2 separate regions of the Mus musculus genome follow, and region 1 is linked to region 2. The links are chromatin contacts, called in public promoter capture Hi-C maps. All regions are on one chromosome and are shown on one strand. Each heading gives the region's core, a stretch centred on a gene start, on an enhancer-like site or on the middle of the called end of the contact. The rest is flanking DNA. Distances are from core to core; before and after follow the strand shown. Region 1 overlaps Gm20758 (predicted gene, 20758). Region 2 holds the start of Bbs10 (Bardet-Biedl syndrome 10 (human)).

Region 1 (3,835 bases), core at 901-3,400, 570 kb after region 2:
AGATATGTGGCTTAAACAAAACTTTAGTTTTGAAAGTCTGAACTTTCCTGTTGTTTTGAGAAATGGTAAATCTCTGCTAATACGAGTAGTATCCATTGGCTGGAGCTGACAGAGCCAAGAAGCAGTTGCTCCTGCTTCTCCATGGGTTCAGCCATTCTTTACCTCCTCGACACGGAATATCGGCAGCCATTTAAGCCTGGACCTGTGTGTGTGTGTGTGTGTTGGTGAAAAATATTTTGTTACTGAGCATATGATGGGAATCTAAAAATAAGAGAGCCGTGTGGTTATCCTCTCCTAACACCTGTTTTGAGTATCTGTATCATCTCTCGGATCTCGGAAGCACTCAGTCTGTGACTCATGGAGTAAGGGTGGAGGGATGGGAAAAATTCACAATAGAAGGGGAAAAGTGCCCTAGGAAGATACTAAAAGCAGCAAATCTGTGAGACTAAAATATTAAAACTTCAAGGGTCAAGAGCATCCAGTACAGGCTGAGTGGATTTTTAGAGACAAGGGAATATGCGAATCTAATTAGCAAAATCTGCCAAGGAAGATTCTAATCTCTCCTGGTGATTCATCTACGTCTGAGCCCTGCTGCTGACAAGAAGAAACACAAGTCAAGGATTTGAAAGGGTATGGGAGGGGAGGGGAGGAGATGGAGGGGGAAGAGAGAGGGAGAGGGGAGTCGAGGGGAGAGGAAGGGGGAGGGGAAGAGAGAGAGGAGGGGGAGGGGAAGGGGGAGGGGGAGAGAGAGAGGAGGGGGAGGGGAAGGAGGAGAGGGGAAGAGAAGGAGAGGGAAGTAGGAGGGAAGAAGAGAGGGGAGAGGAAGGAGGAAGGGGAGAGGGAGAAGGACAGAGAAAGATAAAGAGAGAGAGAGCAGTTACTCTCATCTGGAACAGTGTATCCATGATGGAACAGGGCCGCAGTGGACGCTGTCTTAAAAGGCAGTTGGGACTGAGCAGTCAGTCTAGTATGAGTTTAGCCACTCACTGGAAGATCTCAAATTCTTTCTCACTTGTGGGTCCAGCTGGCTTTGTTCCTAAGTTCAAATACAGCCTGAATCAGGGTACATGGTAACTCATGCTTTTAGTCCCAGAATTCAGGAAGCCAAAACTGGAGGACTTCTATAAGATCTAGGGGAGCTTAAGTAGGCTACACCCCTAACACTCGCAGACAAGCGCAACCCAACAACCAAGTAATGTGGGGTGTGACAATATTCTTTTTTTTTTTTTTCCAAGACAAGGTTTCATTATGTAGCTCTGGTTGTCCCAGAACCCAATATATAGGCCAGGCTGTCCTCAGACTCCGAGATCTGCCTGTCTCTGCTTCCCAAGTGCTGGCATTACTCGGTTATGACAGTATTCTTAATCTTTGAGTCTTAAGAAGTCTCATCTACTGTTACCCATGGTAAATCCTAGGTAAGTCTTAGTCTGTTGGGCATGCTAGTAAAAAAAATAGACCACAGGCTAGGCAGTTTATAGAAAATAGAAGTTAAATTTTCTTAGTTCTAGGTACTGAAGTCTAAAATCAAAAGCTTGGGAAGATTTGGCAAGCAGTTGCTTATTGATTCTTAGTTGGTACCTTCTTTCTGGGTTCCGGTATGGCAGAGGTGGGAAGAGATCTTTTCATTGGGTCTATTATTATTATTATTATTTGCAAAACCTTGTCTTGTCTTCTTCTTTCTGATGCTAGAATTCGAACCTAGTGTTTTGCACATGTTAATGGAGTAATCTACCACTGTCTCTTGGCCCAAGACTTGGATTTTATTTTATATTATTTTATTTTAAAAATAAGGGCACTAGTCTCTTTCCTAGGAATTCCAATTTCTTTTCCTTTCTTTCTTTTTTTTTAAAGATTTATTTTTTTTTATATGAGTACAGTGCAGCTGTCTTCAGACACAACAGAAGAGTGCATGGGACCTCATTACAGATGGTTGTGAGCTATCATGTGGATGCTGGGAATTGAACTTAGGACCTCTGGAAGAGCAGTCAACGCTCTTAACTGCTGAGCCATCTCTCCAGCCTGAGGAACTCTGTTTTCGTGCTCTATTTATTCTCCAAGCCCCTGCCCCTTTATTCCATCACCCTGGGGATTAGAATGTCAGTGACTACATTTTAGAGGAGTAACCACAGGCACTCTGCAAAGCAGAGGCTGGCATCCTCTCATTAACCCTTGACAGGCGTCAGGTTAGACAGGGAAGTCATTTACATCGGGCGTTACCTAGAGCTGTACCCACAGTGCTGCCAAGCATTTTAGAGAAAATTGGAGATGCTAAGTTTTAACTGTAGCTTGGTGGGGGAAAAAAAGTAAAAACTGACTCAAGAATTAACAACCGAATGTCAAATTAGAGGACTTGATGAAAAGAACCAAAATAAGCCTGCTGCAATTTCCACTAAAATACCGAACTCTTGCCCCAGACTTAAACTAATTTTGAAAAGGATTTCAACCCTCGAAGTGTCTTTTGGATTCAATAATAAAGGAAGAAGAAGAAACAAAGAGGAAAGACAGGCGATTCTTGCTTAAATGTCTCTCTCGGAAACCAAAGAGTGTTGACTTCTTTGTTCTGTCAGTTCCCCAGGGAGCAACAGAAGCTGCCGCACCTCTGCTGTTGTTCTGCCAGGAAGCAGAACACAAAGAATGGCTTCTAGCCTGGTGCAGGCAGTCTCTCTTCTTTCTTCTTTCTATTCCCCGATGAGCTGAGCCTTTAAAAACAATCTTCCCACTGTGATTCTCTTGTGTCCCAAACCACAACCCATGTTTATTCTTCATATGTCATGGTTTGTCAACGGTTTACCTTGCTAGCAAATCAGAAGGAGGGCTAATTTTAAACCCTCACAGACTGATGAAAAGGCCTCTGATTCTTAGACTGTAGACGACAAAGGTACTAAAATAGTATAAGAATAACTTTGCCCAGAATAAATATATGTGGAACATCCTGTGTGTTAAATAGCTAGGATCAATCAAAACTCTAAGACCTACGATTTTTACGATGACTGAAATAATACATATAGATAGTATAGATATATTACATCTATAATAGTATAGATATATTAGGTGCAGGAAAACTTGATTTTCCTGCAGAGATATTATAAAGTAATAAGTAGGATATAACCAACATGATATTTAAGAGGAAAATGTAGACTAGTTTATTAGTCTAAAGAGCATCTCTCTTCTCTCCCAGTTCAGCAGTCGTCTCTCCAATTCTATGAATGGAGGCCCATACTGAGTAGTTAAGCTGTCAATCTTTTCCATATGAATCATGAAACCAAGAGAAAATGGGAGATCCTCAGAAGGACCCAGAAGATGCAAGATTTTTATTTCTAAATTATGTAGGATAACAAGATGAGCAGACAAGACCATGAGAGTCTAGAGCCCATAGCAAGAAGTCCAGGGAGCTCCCGTGGGCTTGAACATGTTCTTCCACAAATTCAGGGACTTAATAGCGTGGATGGTGCTGTTAAGATAGGGGACCGTGAAGAGATGAGGCCTCTTCTTCTCTGAACAGAGCTAAAGGTTGTGAACATATGGCTCAGATCCTTGCTTGAGAAGGGGAAACAAAGAAGCAAGAACAGTAAGTGTTCAGGCTGGTGATGTGTGTGTGTGTGTATGTATCACTCAGCATCAGCAGGGTATCTGGTGGTCATAAAGGGCAGGGCCAAAGCATCATTGCTCTGACCAGGCCATTCCTCGGTGTCATTTTGGTGCTGATTCTGGCTATTTGGTTTGAACTCCTATTCTTCTCTAAGCATGTATTCAGCAATCCTGGCTCTTTTGTGAGCCCTTGACAGAAGCAGTCACACTCTCTCTTTCTCTCTTTCTCTCTCTCTCTCTCTGTTTG
Region 2 (3,982 bases), core at 161-2,660:
TGATATAATGTATTAATGCATAATGTACTAAATTAATCCTCTTATTTTTTATTGTGTGTGTGAAAAAGATGGGTACAGGCTTGACAGGAATTTTGACAATCTCTAATATATGTTTTACTTGATACTTTATATTCTTTTAAAATAAGTGGAGTTTATACATATTTTATACATTAAAGATGAGGCTCAGCATATCTAAATGACCCCAAAAACTACACAGTAAGAATAAAGGCGGTCTGTCTTTCTCAGGTAAAAGCCTCCTGAATCACGACTACACAGTGCACTTGATTGTACTGTTTAAATGTTTGAAATATCCCACTATTTCAGTCTAAAGATAATGTCCAGTGATGAATGCAACCAAGAAAAAACACTGAAGCAGTATCATTAGACACTGAAATGCTGTTCTCCTCCCGGTCGTTTACTACTGAGTTATTGAGGAAACCTCAGGAAGGCTTTACTCATGATTTTGTCTTCCTTTCACCTCATTCTAACTTGTCCCTCAGAATCCTCTTGCCCGTGTGGGGTAAGGACACTGCTGTCAGTGTTAAACGTCATTGAATATCTATCTACAAGATCACTTTCCTGCTAACATTGACAGCTTTGTTCTGCATTCATTTCTTGTGGGTATGACAGCCTGGGTAATGATCCACCATGAGAATTTTGTGAGTAAATGACAAATACTTGGCTGTACTTCGAGTTAGAAACAGTACAAAAACTAACTTATCCACCTCGGAACTTTAAAGGTTTTTTTGGTTTTGTTTGTTTTGTTTTGTTTTACCAACTTGTTTGTTTTAAATGAGGAAAGCAGAGACAGATGGTCTCTGGCTGAAAGAAGCCCTTTAGCTATGAATCCAGCGCTCGTGCGCTCCCTAAAGCCTTTGTGTTTTACTGGGTGAAACATTTCTGCTTTGGGATGGTATACAGTACAAATGACAAATACAATTGATCATCGATGTGAATAAAAGGCAAACATCTACTTCTGCTCAAGTGGTTTAACTAGGTGGGGTTTCGTCCATACCTGAACACACACAAGGTAGCACACCCCAGCGGAAGCCACGAGCCTAGAAATGGCTATGCCCAAGCTCTCTCCGCCTGCCCTGCATTCTAAAACCGTTTGCTTGAAGGCAAGGAGAGCAAACTACACGGCAGGGGCACTAGAGAAGTAAGCTCGAGATGGGGCGGTAATCACGCCCCCGAGCCCGAGCCCTTCCCTGCAGAGACCTAGCGGTTGCAGTGGCCAGGGAGGCCCGCGGGACGTGAACCAGGAAAGTAAGGACGTCCCAGGACCACTCGAGTCTCCGCCCACCGCTGGCGGGGCTCCACCCCACCGAGGGGCATAGAGCTCTTCCGCCAATCGATGCCAAAGCTACTGCTCTTCCGCCGTTTTCCCCGCCTCTTCCGTTTCCGCCCTTCTGCGGGCCTGACCTAACGGAAGCGTTACCCGTGGTTCCTTACCCATGGCGTCCCAGGGGTCGGTGACGGCGGCTTTGCGGGTGGCCGAGGTGCTGGAGAGCATCGCGAACCGCTGCGTGGGGCCCGAGGGCGGCCAAGTGTTGTGTACGAAGCCCACCGGCGAGGTGCTGCTTAGCAGGGATGGAGGCTGCCTCCTGGAGGCGCTGCACTTAGAGCATCCCTTAGCCAGGTACCTCACTTCTCCTGCCCTCCACTAGGCGCGCATCTCCCTCAATCTCCCATCCCATCCTGAGGCCGTGGACCTGGATAAAACCAGTGTAGACATCAGAGAGCTGCCCAAACTACTAGTCCCGAGCCCCAAACCTCATCACGTGCACAGAACACTTCTTACTCTTTCCCCATCCCTGAATGAAGTAGTTAAAGGAAAAGTAAAGCAAAGCCTATATGTCAAAAGGACAATCTGTGTGCCTTATAGCTATGAAAATGTGGATTTAACCCAGAAAATCTGAGTTATTTTTTTCCCTTCCTATACAGGATGATAGTGGCGTGTGTTTCCAGTCACCTTAAAAAGACAGGAGATGGTGCTAAGACATTTATTATTTTTCTTTGCCATTTACTCAGAGGACTTCATGCAATCGGAGAAAAAGGAAAAGATTCATTCACTTCTGAAAATATTCAGAGCCATGAAAGGCATTGGAAAAACTGTTGTCAGTGGAAATCTATTTCCCAGGCTCTGCAAACGTTTCAGACACAAACCCTAGGTTGTATTGTAGACCGGAGTTTAAGCAGGCACTACCTGTCTGTCTTTTCTTCATCCACTGAAGGAAGAAAACTGTGCAGGCACTCGCTAGAGTTGCTCCTGGAAGCATACTTTTGTGGAAGAGTGGGAAGAAACAATCACAGATTCATTTCACAGTTGATGTGTGACTACGTTTTCAAGTGTATGGCTTGTGAAAGTGGGGTTGAAGTATTTGAGTTGTTGGATCACTGTTTTGCAGAGTTGAATGTTGGCGTGACAGGCCTTCCTGTTTCAGATTCTAGAATCATAGATGGCCTTGTGCTTCCCAGGGACTTTTCTATGTACTGCCCAGCAGATGGTGACATTAGGATGGTGATAGTAACAGAAATCCTCCAGCCTCAGTTTTCATCGGCTGGCTCGGAGTTTGTTCTCAATTCAGAAACACAGTTTCAGGCATCTCAGTGCTGGATCACGGACAGGACAAAAACAGTAATGAACCACTTGCGTGGTCAGAATGTAAAACTGCTCCTGACCAGTGTGAAGCAACCAGACCTGGTTATTTACTGTGCAAGACTTAATAGCATATCAGTGGTGGAGTGTTTATCAGCCGAAGAAGTTTCCCTTGTCCAGAGGATCACTGGTCTTTCTCCTTGTGTCCTACCAGAGGTTGCTTCACAGTGTGAAATTTCTGATAGTACTTTGGTGAAGTTTTGCAAGCCCCTCATCCTTAGATCCAAGAGGTATGTTCATCTCGGCTTGATTAGCACATGTGCATTTATACCTCACTCTATGGTCCTCTGTGGACCGGTTCTGGGTCTTGTTGAACAGCATGAGAGAGCTTTTCACGGAGCATTTAAGATGCTTCGGCAGCTATTTACTGACCTTGATCTAAATTACATCATACAAACCAAACAGCAATGTAACCCAAGTCCTCTTGCTTATGACAATAGCAGAGAGCGTAATCACTCACCAGAAACTGATAAGTATCAGGACATAGTAGCAAAGAGCAAAAATAAATTGGAAACTCAAACACATTTAGAAGTATATTCAGGTTTGGGGGCTTCAGATACAGAATTGAGAGCAGGTAAGCCGTGGTCAGCACACAAGAAGACACCAATAGCTCCATCCCAAACAGATGAAATGCTGAAGTGCTTGCCTCCAGAAAGAAGCGGGATAATTGATAACTGTGACCTGTCAATTGAGAATCATTCCACTGGAAATCCTACAGCAGAAGACACTGGAACAGAAATTTCTTTCGAACACTTACAGGTCTCAGATAATGCCGGAAAGGGTTACACGCTGCCAGTGATGCGCAAGTCACTAGATACCTGTACTTGTCAGGGTTATTGTTCATCCACTGTGCCAGCAGGCTGTGTGCTGCCAGTGGGTGGAAGTTTTGAGATTTTGATGAGTTACTACCTTCTCAGCTATGCCAAACAATGCCGACAATCAGATGAAACTGTCATCAGTATGTTAATAGCTGATGCTCTTCTAGGCATCCCTAAAATCCTTTATAAGCCTAAGAAGGGAAAGGACAGTTTCCCACACATATACATGCGGTCTCTCCATGCACTGCAAGCCAGTCAACCCATGGTAAGTGGTCAATCAGGGTTCGAGTCAGTAGCTGGTAAGTACCAATTACTAACTTCAGTTCTTCAGTGTTTGATGAAAATATTAACCATTGATTTAATAATCAACATCAAGAGGCAACCTCAGAAAACTGCTGACCAAGAATCAGAAGACGAATTTTAACACTCAGTTTTCTGTTGCTCGAACTTTCAGTCTGGGGCCAGAGAAATGGCTCAGTGGGCAAAGGCATTTAATGGCAAACCT

The links. Promoter capture Hi-C pulls out the DNA fragments that hold promoters and counts their contacts.
Region 1: a contact with region 2 is called in a promoter capture Hi-C map of pre-B cells, with 2.4 times the contacts expected there. The contact joins the enhancer-like site here to the promoter of Bbs10 in region 2. A contact is called at or near these places in 6 of 39 promoter capture datasets (the C10 cell line, hippocampal neurons, liver and 3 more), 2 of 115 datasets of contacts at active chromatin or transcription factors (embryonic stem cells and large pre-B cells) and 2 of 9 other capture datasets (liver and macrophages).

The regions. Positions count from the first base shown.
Region 1 is chr10:111,865,166-111,869,000 of GRCm38.p6, forward strand. All of the region lies in intron 2 of Gm20758 (predicted gene, 20758), which reads right to left. Among named protein-coding and RNA genes, the nearest start is that of Gm20758, 7.3 kb to the right of the region's middle. Within about 2 kb of position 2,151, at least 33 of the 459 cell types and tissues checked have an H3K27ac peak or open chromatin away from gene starts, as enhancers often do. A contact at or near this core is called in embryonic stem cells, neural stem cells and pre-B cells, where this site is marked.
Region 2 is chr10:111,297,269-111,301,250 of GRCm38.p6, forward strand. Bbs10 (Bardet-Biedl syndrome 10 (human)) reads left to right here and starts at 1,411. Exons shown (of 2, transcript NM_027914.1): 1 at 1,411-1,639; 2 at 1,945-3,982. The coding sequence starts at 1,455. The coding sequence ends at 3,901.